Regions from separate parts of the Rattus norvegicus genome. Here region 2 is linked to region 1. A link is a contact called in public Hi-C data. All regions are on one chromosome and are shown on one strand. The core of a region is the stretch at or near the end of the contact, and the rest is flanking DNA. Distances in the headings are between cores, read along the strand shown.

Region 1 (6,111 bases), core at 1,954-4,453:
TATTTTTGAAGACACCCAGGGAGCCACACTCCAGTGACTAATCGCTTGTAATCATCCTCTTTAATATGATCCTCATGAACTGGTGAGATTTCTGTTTGCACCCTCCTCAGAGAAGGTAAAAGGCATCGCTTACCAACCAGACTGTTCATAGTCTCCTCGTCTTCCTCCTCTCCTGCTCCCTCCTCCTCTTCTTCATCTTCTTCCTGTTCTCCCCTGTCTCCTGGGGTTATAGTGTGACCCACTGACCAAAAGGAGATTCAGGCACATCTGAGTAACTTGCCAACTATGAGCTGGGTGGTGGAGCACACCTTTAATCCTAGCACTTGGAGGCAGAGACAGGTAGATCTCTGTGTTCGAGGCTAGCTTGGTCTACAGAACAAGTTCCAGGACAGCCAGGGCTACACAGAAAACCTTTGTTTAAAAAAAAAAAAACAAGGGGGCTGGGGATTTAGCTCAGTGGTAGAGCGCTTACCTAGGAAGCGCAAGGCCCTGGGTTCGGTCCCCAGCTCCGAAAACAAAACAAAACAAAACAAAACAAAACAACAACAACAACAACAAAAAAACCAAGAAGAAGAAGAAGAGGAAACTAAAGCCAATAATTTACCAACTATGCTATTAAGCCTGTGTTTCTCTGCCTTTATGACCTACAAATCAAAAGGTACCTTCTGGAGAGGAGCTCAATGCATGTGGAATAGCTCCCTTCCCCGGGGTCTCATGTAGCCCAGGTTGATCTTGAACTCATTAGCCGAGAATGACTTAGTTAAGCTTCTGGTCCTCTTACCTCTACCTCCCAAGCGATGGGATTCTAGGCACACACAGCACTGTGCTCCGGCTATGAGGAGCTCAAACAAGGGGTTTGTGCACGCCTAGGTGAGTGCTCTATTAGTTGAGTTCGTCCCCAGTCCACTCATTCTTCTTTAATGCCATGTGATAGGTACGCGGAGAACAGTGGAACAGATGACTCCAGGAGCCCAGAGAGACTTGGACACTACACATGGTTGCTGTAAACCAGTCCTGACTCAACAAGTCCATAGCAAGACTGAGTTCATTGGAGGCACTTGGTGGGAGGAGAGAACAGACTCCTGCAAGATGTCCTCTGAGTTCCAGACATATATCATGGCACATGCACACATCCACCCCTTCCTTCCACATACACTCAAATACATAAATACAATCAGAAATAAAGAATAGTGCCTTGGGGTATGTCAAATGCTCAATAAATGTTGAGTAAATTATTATTAACTCATTTTATGCCTCATCCACGTAACAAGAAAGCCTGATAAAGAGACACTTGATTTAGACCAGAAAGGTTTCACTATTTCAATATTCTCTTGCCCAGTGGGTTCCTAAATTCCTAGGGATTGTGGTTTGTTGGGAGAAATGATAAAATGTTTTGGGCTTTTTGTAGAAAGGTTTACACAGACTCCTAAATGTCAAATATGTTTTCTACCTATTCATGCAATTGTCATTAATGAGGAATTTCTATTTTGTTTTCTTATTTCTGAGATCATCAGAACCAACCAAATGTGTTTTTGGAGGCAGTAAAGATAAGGAACTGATCAGAAAATTATACCGATGGTTATTGCCAACTGGAGACGCCCAAAGGAAAGAGATTGTATGACACGCCTGAAGCTAAGCTAGACTACGTGTTTACATTTAGTTATGATCATGTGTATGTGATGTGTGTAGGTGCAGTATGCCACACTGTGGTGTGGGGTCCTGAAGTATGCCATTGCAGTTACTTTTTTAAAAAATGCATTTTAACTTACCGATTTTGTGTGTGTGTGTGTGTGTGTGTGTGTGTGTGTGTGTGTGTTTACACTTGTGAGTAGAGGACACGTTTTTCTGAAGCCTTAATTTTTAAAGAAGCCTTGACGCTCATCTACGGTACTGAGCCCGTACCGTAAGTACTAGACAGTCTAGTTTGGTTTCTGTGTGCGCCCATGCCCATTCCGAGAGTCTATCTAGCCAGAGAGCTCCAGGAATCAGCCTGTCTGTCTCTCTTTGCCATGCTGAGGTTCTAAACATGTACCGTCATGCCAACCGTTTTTTATATGTGGGATCTGGGGATTGAACTCATGTCCTCATGCCTGTATAGCAAGCACTTTAACAGTGAAGTCATCTCCCCATCCCAGTTTTGTTTCTTTACACTCGTGCTCAGTTAACAGGGATTGAGAGAGGAAGAAGATGGCGATGGAGACCGTGCCATCACAGACAGGAAAAGGGATGGGTGACAGAAAAGCATGCTGGGTAAGGCAGTTATGCAAATGAAAAGAGCAGAGAAGAGGATGTACCTTTTCTATTTACTGTCTCTGTAGAGCTCCCTCATTGCTTCGTATGTACTTGGTACTCAATAAATCAATGGAACAGCAACAAGGAGAACACATTCGATAGCTCAGGCTTTGAAATGAATGTAGGACACGGGAGCCGATTTCTTGACTATGATCTTGGCACCATCTACGATGATCACTTCTTTCCCCGGGAATTCCCTTCCCACCTCCAGCCCCTTTTGTAGTTTAAATGCTGTTTAGAGATTTTCATCTGCTCTAAGCTTCAGAAGCCCAACCCGAATGAAGTAACTAGAGCTTCCGGCTTGAGGCGGCATGGCGGGTGTGGGGAGAACCATCCTTACAACTGCGCTGGGGACAAGTAGGCAGAATCGTAGCCCAGTGGGGTCAGAGGCTCTCCTGTGCACCCAGGTCCACAGTCGCCCAACCTGACCCTGGGGATTGTGACTGAACCTAGTGATCTCTTATTAGTAGATGACAGATAGCTTTCTTCTGTGGAGAATAATTTCTGAATTGGGGACGGGAAGTACAGAGTGAAGGAAGGGATCTATTTTAAGGTCCACATGTGGGCATCAGTCCAGGAAGGCAAGTGTTTGTTATCTTACTCTGACTGAGGTAGGTGATGGTGCGTCTAGAATGTCAAGGAGCCTTGAGATGAATATATCCCATGCTGTATCGGGCATGGAGAAACGGCATCTAGCTCAACGTCAGGAACGAACAGACCTAGGTAGCCCTTAAGATGTAACTGCTTGGAATGAGTTTTGGAGAGGACTCTACCCCATTAGTTCATGTTACATTCTTGAAATGGTCACATGTCATGGACCTTCAGCAACAGCGCCTTGAATAAACGGAGAGAGAGCCAAGGTCCGGATGATGGAGGGCTTTCGGAGGGCGATGGAGCTGGGACACTGGTATTAATATGGCGCCCCCTAGTGTTTATGTGGGTATCGAGACTTGGAATCACACCAGCACACTGTGTCTAAGTAGGGCCTCCTCGTGGTCTTGCGATTGAAGGATTTACTGCCCATCACAACGTCTTTTAAACTGTCATGTTAAACAAAATCCTCTTCAACTTTAGTGCATCCCCCCTCCCCCCCATGCCCCGTATCCATTTCCAGCCTGTGCCGAGTTGAACCGAGTCTTCACATTGTTTCCCTCTCATTCCGTGTAGCCTCCTAAGTACTACAGACATGCCGATTCATTATTGTGGCTGCGATGCCATGAGTAGTGGATGGATTGTTGGAGGAGGTGGGTATTGCTCTGCCCATGGCCAACCAGCAGAGGAGGACAAGTGAGCCATCGGGGCATGCTGAGGACTGCAGGTTTCCTGTCTATCATTTGCTAGATTTTTTTTTTTTTTTAATCTTGGCTACCTTGTCTGGACAGTGTAGTCCAGGAAGGACGCAGGGAAAGCAATTGGATCACACATGTACACGGAAGCAGGTGAAATCAGCGAACTGGGGTCCTACTGTTTACACTTTTCAAGGAAAAGTGGTGGTGTTTTGTGTTTTTTGTTTTTTGTTTTTTTGAGGGGGAGGGTCTAACCAAGTATCCTTCCTTTTACTGTGACATTGTGACATGACTTTATTTTCAATGTTGCACAATATAGCAGACACAGACATGCGTTAAAAGCAACAAGGAAAGCCAGTTCGTTAACTATTGGGAAACACGTGACACATCATGAATAGATAGCCAGTTGGGTCCAGGCCTGTTCTGTTTATGGTTATTGCCCTGTTTTATCAGGTATAAAAGACTCTTATTGTCCCGGGTGCACACATACATGGGGGCTGGCAAGGGGGAAGGAGATAAGCCAGGCTACTATATTTGGTGTCTCAAGACTCAAATCATAGTATTCCAAAGACTATACTGAGTCATTTCATTACACAAAGAGGTGATTATTTTCTTCATTCTACCATGCTATCTTTCTTTCTTTTTTTTAAAGTTTCAATCTCAGTAGAGATTGGGCTCTCAACCTCAGTAGGTAGAGACACGCAAGCTAACCCAAAAGGGAACTTGGGAACACGCTCCAGGGTCCATTTTTTTAAAATTAAGAAATGAAGGCTAGAAACCACATCTGGATATGACATACAGATGTTATGAACATACATACATATATGACCATGTAGATAATTTGTGATTGAAGACTGTAATATAAAGATATGCAGAACGCAGGCCCAACCCATTCATTTTTGTGAACTCTGTGGTGACCCTGTGTCCTTCCATTTGTTCAGACCTGCAGTTTACTTGGTTGCCCACCTCCCCCAGAGGAGTTTCCTTTATGCTCCAAGTGGCCACGGGAGGAGCAGAAATCACCTACCAAGAAGTGTGGGTTGAGTTTACTTTCAAACAATAACCAGGGGTTGGGGATTTAGCTCAGTGGTAGAGCGCTTGCCTAGGAAGCGCAAGGCCCTGGGTTCGGTCCCCAGCTCCGAAAAAAAAAGAACCAAAAAAAAAAAATAACCAAAAAAAGAGACAAAAATCATCAGATGACGTTCCAGCTTGGAGACACTCGGTTTTATGAACTCTTCATTCACAATAAAGCCCTTTACTTGGAGAGAGGACCCAGTGAGGGGCTTTTAGCCACTAGGCTGCACATGTCTAGCTAGACTCAATCATAAACATTAGGAGCCCTTGGGAGCCAAGGTTCAGTCGCATCACTGAGGACCATTGCTCATGGGTGATCAGAAGGGATGGCGATACTTCATGTAGGCAATATGGACGGAGCAAGTGGGGTGTGGTTGAGGGTACTAATCCTTCCCCTCCCAAGGGGCAGACACTTTATCGTCTTGAAATACATCAATGACATTGCTTTATTGGAATAACATTCAGAATTGTTTAAAATAAAACCCAGCACCGAAAAGTCCACAGTCCATTTCGCCCCTGCAGCACATAGCTAACTCTACTGCTGTTTATGCCCAAAGCGTCTGATTTCCTAGGAAGCCTGGCTTTATAGAAACACACTGGAACATCTTCTTTTACCTTTTGACAAAATGAAACTGCATCCTTGGGAGTTTCCCACCCATTGCTCTCTTGGCTACTTCACTCCAGTACTATTTCATTACTTATTGATTTTTTTCAACGCCTCTCTGCATGGCTGTAATTTACACAGGTCCTACAGCCCTTAGCAATTCTTAACACCTCCAGGTACGAAGATCACGAGTCCACTAGAGAGGGAACGGGAACGCCAGCTACTCCCTTTTCGAGAATGATGAAAAACTGGTGAATCTCATCGCTCCAAGTACTTGGGAAGCCGTGGTGGGTGGGGAACACCACATAGTGTGCATGCTAAGACAGGGAGATGAATGGGTCTAACTCTGGGACAGTGTCACCATGGTCTTGGTGTTTTAGGGCACGGCACAGCTTTCATTTTGGCTGTAGAGTCAAGGGTGTTTTGTAGGGTGTTAGTTTGAGGAAGAAAGGGAGGGATGGAGAGATGGAGGGGGGCAGGAGAGCCATGAGATCAGCTTAATCTGGTAAAGCTGGATTTAATATGATCTTAAAAATAATCACCGTTCCTTGTCAACTTATGAACTGTGTGCTTGGCTTTGTTGTAATCAAGGCTTCACACGGAAATAAAAAAGCAGCAGGCTATTGTGATAGAGAAAATACAATAAAATGGCATGTCTCCTGGAAAAGTTCTTATTTAGGTAAAATATGCCAATGTTTGAAGGAGGGAAACAAACTGCAGAGTAATTATTTCTAAGCAAGTGCAGCATTTAGAACTATCATAAAAACAATCAACTTTAGTTGGTAGTGTTCTGGTCTCATAGACAGATTTCTTCCTTTTGCTTCTGAAAGCTTATAATGTAATGGTGCCTGTGAG
Region 2 (6,111 bases), core at 2,449-4,948, 350 kb before region 1:
GTCAGTTTTTATATACACTTTGACCTTCTCACATTTTGTCTGGCCAGTATTTAACTTCTGAGAACTCACCCTCAGAAAGGTTTGTTAGTTATTAGTAATTAGTAGTAAGCTATTATTCTTCCTCTCATCAGAAGGAACGGGGGTGGGGGGGGAGAAGAGAGCTCATTTGAATTCATGCAAATTTGCTTTTCCTTCCCTTCTCTTTTCTTCCTCCTTTTGGAGGCAGGGTCTCTCTTTGTAGTCCTGCCTGGCCTTGAACTCACGGAGATCCCTCTGCTTCCCAAGTGCTGGGATTAAAGACGCATTCCGCCATGTCCAGCACTGGCTTGCAGTTTTCAATAAAAGGTTTCATGGTGTTCAAACATATCCATTGTTAAGAACAGCATCCATTGGCGGGCTTCTGGAGTGGGGTGGGAGGATTACATCTAAAATGGCGGTCTCTGTAACTCACAGGGAGATCATTCCTCCTTGAACCAATTCCTACCGAACCTCCAACCTCTGTGTCCGCTCACAGAGCAGAGAGAGTTGTAGGTGCATCCCCATTGGACTGCAGACGGGCACGGCACATGCCTCCCTCCAGTCCAGTGCCATGGGCTGCGTGGTACTGAAGCCAAGTAAGGGAAGGGCCTGCTGCCGTAGGAGAAACGTGGAGAAACTCTAGAGACCGAGCAAAAGGAACCCTGAGGTCCTAGCTTCCGGCTTCCTCAAGACATCATAAAGGACATTCCCTTGCAATCCAAGAAGACCAATCTAAGTTGAATTAATTTGTGTTTCCCCACGGAAAATTCCTCTTCCCATCACTTTAGCCAGTGGTGGGGCTGTGGGCATGGTGGACACTAGGCCGTGAGCCAGAGATGCTACCTTGGGAAGGTCCTGAGTAGAGAGTGAGCTATCCATGTCGCTTCAAAGTTCCTTCTCTATTGCCGGCCTTGGTGTTTCGTCACTTGAAGGTGCTATGTCCCCATGTGTTACGTTTCTTCCTTTGTGGGGCCTTGGGGGGAGCCCACTGATGGCTGGGGCTCAGTGCCTGACATTTGATGCTGGTAGAGAGTCCAGAGGTGGTCACCACCCCCACTTCTTCTTAACATCAAACTCTTAGCTAAAGCACCACTGACAGCCCCTCCATCTAAACTTCCATCTCCCGAACCAGCAGCGTAATGGAGGAGCCAATTAAATGATTATTAATTCATGTGACTTTCCGTAAGCCAGAGCTTCTCATCGCCTTGCATTCCGTAAACCAGCTTGCCACCTGCCCCAGAAATTTACAGCAATCTTTTATCTATCTCCATTGACTAAGTGGGAACTTTCTCCCCCTCCCCACCCCCCAACACGGCTTCACATTAAAGTGTTTGAGTTTGGAATGGTTACCCTGGCGCACCGCTCTGAGAATGGCCGCTCAGCCCTTCAGCTCAAGGTTCTCCTTAAGAGAAAGGTGAGGCGTGTGCTCTTTCCCTCAGGCCTTCTCTGTCAGCCTCTCTTGCAGACTTCCAACTCCCTTGCAGTAGCATGAGCGCTGTGTTTCCAGAAAGACTTTGTGATCTTCGTACTGTCGATGTGAGCAGAGCTAATCTTGGCGTTTGCTTGCAGTTCCTTCCCCAGGGGACAAGCTGGGCTATCTGGCTCTGTTCTTGTAGAACTACTGCACTTGATAAGTGGCCAGAGATCTGGCTAAATTCTCTTCCTCTGCTAGTACAGAGGACAACATTCCTTCAAAGAGTCTGCTTCGCTGCCAACTGTCTCTAGGCACACGTGGTCTCGTTCTGCCTCCAGCCAGGCACTTAAAGATGTTTCAGAGTGGTTTTGGAGAGACCCCAGTGAACAGAAGCAGGCCTGTGAGCGCACAGCAGGGGAGGGTCTACACATGTCTGTAAGAACTGGAGTTTCTCCTCCATGCCTGCGTCCAGCCTAGTGAGGCATCTCCTTGAGAGCAGTACCTCAAGTTGTACTGCTCTGCACATTTCTAGAGAGCATGCTCAACACACCATCCGCCCCAGAGTAGAAGACAATGCTCACACTGATCCGGCGTGCCATACCGTCCTCAGGCTGACTTTTTGTTTCTAGGAAAAGTTTTTCAAAGAAAGTTCCAATTCATTATGGATGGGCTTCACCGTTACTTAAGGAGGTTCATTTTTCTCTACCAGGTCGGCTACAGACAAGAAAGGCTGGAGCTTGCAATATCCAGAAACTCTCAGACATCACTGTTTGCCCTTGCATCCTGAAGTAAGGACCGATTCACATGAAGCTTTGAGAAGAGTGCAGATGCAAGGAAGTGCTACTTATTAGCCATGCTCATTGAAGATCTCCCAGACTCTGTCATTGTGACACTGTCCCTATGGCCAGCGCCCTTCCGTCCCACCTCTCACTGCCATCTCCAATGTGATCTGCCCAGGCAAAGGATCTGCATCTTTTGTAGGCACCCCTGTCTTTGGTCAAGTTCAGTTCTCTCTGGTCTAGAAGGGGCCCAGGACTCGGCCTATAAATAAGTGGCTCTTGCTTTTGTCTCTGGGGTTGCAGAGTCTCGGGTCCTTGAACTGTAGAGGGTGTCTAAATTCCTGGCAGGGCACGCTGAATACTGACCGCAGGCCCTCCTCACAGACTCTTTCTGCAGGTGAGAGTCAGAGACTGCACAGCCAGTAAGTTCCCCGGTGAGGCAGGCAGCCCAGGGACCACGCTTGGAGAATAGCTACCCGGTCAGCACTTCTTGTCACTGGTAGGAGTCATAACACGATCTGCTCTAACTTGAATTCGAGTTGAAGAGCCCCGCTGGCCCGGGCAGACCTGCCGGTTCACTTTCCAGCCAATGACTTGGAACTTTTAGCTTAATTTGGGAAGAAAAGAGACAGGCCTGGTCTCAGAGTCAAGATGTCTCTAGCCAGAGGTGAAGGACTACACCCAGTTGTCCCTTGGGGAACCTACTCACTGTAAAAGCAAATACAGACACGTGTTCAAAGCCAGGAGTCTAGAAGGCATCGCCTCTATGCACGCGTTCTGTCTGTTATACAGAATGGCGGGTTTCCTTGTCTTGAGAAATCCTACTCTTTCCACAGATCTTGGAGAGCCAAAGCCTGTGTTGCTCTTCCCACTTTTCCCAAAGGGGCAGTGCTGGCCTCCCTGCCCTATGCACCAGCGATCGATCAGTGCTGGCCAAAGTCCCCTTGACTTTGACCCTGGGAGGATGAACTGATCCACATCGGCTTTTCTCTGCACTTGTTTGTCTCTGGGAATGGAGACTGCGTGGTAGGTACCCTGAGCTGTGAGGTCGCTGTCTCCCCAGTTTAAGGTGCCACTCTGGGGAGCCCTGAAAGTCTCGTGGTAGAATGGTGGGCCTGTGCTGACTGGTGGATGCCGGCTGCTGCTGCCACTGCTTCCCCTGTAGCTTTGAGGAGAGAACAGTACGATGTTCTACATCCCAGGCATCAATCTGCCGCCCTAATTCCTTGTTGAAATATGCATAAGGATGCTTAACTACGCTGATTGGAGCTCCCAAAAGGATGTTTTGCGTTTCCACATGCAAGACACCTTGCTCCCTCTGTGTCAGACTTGTGAACGAACCACCAGTCAAAACAGCTGCCATTTCACTTAGACCAGCTTGCTTGCTGTCTGTCTGTCTGTCTGTCTGTCTGTCTGTCTGTGTCTGACTGACTGACTGACTATCTATTTAATACCTTCTAGGCACCAGTTGCTACCATGAGCCCAGTGCGTGCCGGGACTTGGCAGTCAGCTCTGGACTCACCGTGTTCCCCCCTCTGGTTTCATGACATGGCTGAAATGACCGTGAACTTGGAGCAAGCAGAGGAGGAGTCATGCAGGCCACGCATCATTGACACTTGCCAGTGATCGATCCCAGCATTTGGGAGGCCAAGGAAGGAGACTCACACGTTCGCAGCTAGTTTTAGGGCAGCGAGGATCTATCTACTTTGGAACCTTGTGGGTTCCAAGCCAGCCTAGATCCCAGAAATAGAACTATAATCACACTCTTCCAGTGTTTTCCTAGTTCACACCTAACACCCCAGGGTTTTGACTGAATTTTATTAATGGAACCATGGCAGCTTGGGAGTGAACCCGTGACACGAGGAACCAATCAAAAGTTCCCCCTTAGCCTGGCAGAGCAGCTCTCTCCTCAGCCCCGGTGCAGCTTTGACAGAAAATGGAAATCACTCTCACCTTTTCCAGCACTGACTGGGGAGACTGGAAACATCTCCTGTCTGTCAGTCAGTCATCTCCGCTCAGCAGAGAAAGCTCCAGGTCTGCACAGATGCCTCCCTGAGCTTCCACAGGGTCTCCTGCCCACATCACTCTTAAAGCTGAGGCTGAGTGACCAGCGCGCAGGGGTTCAGGGGGTTCCCGAGTACCTTTGCGGAAGGTCAGGAACACACATATTCCCACATGCCTTTCCCCACCCTGGGCAGAGTTCCCTTGACGGGAAGTTACTAGTCCTCACTGACAGGGTAATCAGCTTGGGGTGGGGTGGGGTGGGATGGGGTGTTGCTAATGTCTCAATCAGACCCTGGCTGGGGGACCACAACTGTTTGATCGACTACTGCAGTTTCCTCTACTCACAGGGCTTCCATGAGCACAGCAGAGGATGCAGCATACCACAAGGTCTAGCTTGCTCTAATGTCTTGGACACCTGTTGCAATGGTTTCATTTTCAGAAATGAACAGGAGTTCCAGGGACTGGCAGGAGCCCTTAGGGGCTGGGAAACCTGATGAGAGTCAGCCCCTGGTTTTAGACAAGCGGAAGCATCCTAACTTTACCTCTTCCGTTCAGCAACATGAAACAGGGCTGGATGACCCCAGAGAGTGAGTAGACCAACTTACATCTCAAAGCACCTCATGCCACACTACTTAACCGACAGGCTCTTAGGGATGTTTCGGGGCAGTGCTGAGCAGCGCTTAGCAGATGCCATATAGTCACTGCCCCTCACACGTACAGTTGACAAGTACGTGGTACCTTAAGAAGTCCAGGATTGGCCACGTGTCCTCTCTGCTTCTCATATAATAAGAGAGCGTGGCTGTGCTATATACTCTTCAGTTTGTAACGTAGTGAATGGATGTCTGACCCAGGAGGTTAAAGAGCCTGCTGGTGGGTCATGGAGAAAATCGATCATAGCTCTGATGCCCAGGAGTCCCCAGTTGTGGGGCACAGCCCTCCAGCTGCAAAATCAAGGTGACAGGGGACCCGAGGAGAACAGCTGCGCCTAAGAAAAGCGATGTTCCAGGAAGCACTGGGGTACGTTTGAAAGAATCCCTGTTAGGATTCAGACGACCTTTACGGAAGTTGCAGCTCTGACAAGGCAGGGGAGATGAACAGGGCCACAGCCTGAGAATCTTAAACACATCTCCAGGCCATCTGCAAGTGACAGGGTGTTCCGGTGCACGTGAGCGCATGTGTGCGGAGCCAAAGGGTCACCTCAGGTGTCACGCTGGCAAGGGCACCGAGTAGGCTAGGTAGCTGGCTAAGAAGTCCCAGGGGCCCACCTCCATCTCCCTGGATCTACGATTATAACCGCATGCTCTACACCCAGCTTTTTAAAAATGTGGGCTCAGGGGTTCCAGCTCAGACTCCTTGTACTCACAAGGCAGGCGCTCACTGGCTGAGCTGCCCTCTACCAAGTATTTCCCACAGCCATGATGGAGACTCCCATTTACCTTCGTACTCCTTCATTTACATTCTAGGCCCCAAGTGTGTACCCTAAGAGTAATTCTCATCTCACTGTGCCATAGTCACCTGATTACACATGACGCTTCCTTTACAAAGTTCCTTACATGTCTACACACACACACACACACACACACACACACACACACACACACACACTCACTCACTCAACTGATAGGGTCTTGGGTCTTATCACTTACGACCTAACCATATAAAATTTCAGAGCCAAGCTCTGGATTACTAGAATCTGGGTAAGTTTAGCATGCACCACGCCCCGCATCTATTTTTGCTTTCCAAAATAAAAAGAGTCGATGGTCCCTTCTCAGCCCTGAGACAGAATTCTGCCAGCAATGACTGTAAGCAGCAAAGCTCTGCTAAAAGCAGTCTGGACATGGCAAAAGGGGGCGGGGGTGTTACAAGTAGACCCTGGAGGAGCTGACGGCTATGCAA

The links. Hi-C and Micro-C count contacts between places; a contact is called where the count stands out from the background.
Region 2: a Hi-C map of psoas muscle shows a contact between it and region 1, with 2.7 times the contacts expected there. The contact joins two enhancer-like sites. A contact is called at or near these places in 6 of 12 Hi-C or Micro-C datasets (Schwann cells, hepatocytes, liver and 2 more).

Annotation. Positions count from the first base shown.
Region 1 is chr19:53,410,438-53,416,548 of GRCr8, reverse strand. It overlaps a transcript of Zfhx3 not described here. Among named protein-coding and RNA genes, the nearest start is that of Trnat-agu21, 71 kb to the left of the region's middle. Within about 2 kb of position 3,203, at least 4 of the 93 cell types and tissues checked have an H3K27ac peak or open chromatin away from gene starts, as enhancers often do.
Region 2 is chr19:53,755,983-53,762,093 of GRCr8, reverse strand. The region is part of intron 5 of Zfhx3 (zinc finger homeobox 3); the gene reads right to left. Among named protein-coding and RNA genes, the nearest start is that of Zfhx3, 210 kb to the right of the region's middle. Within about 2 kb of position 3,698, at least 3 of the 93 cell types and tissues checked have an H3K27ac peak or open chromatin away from gene starts, as enhancers often do.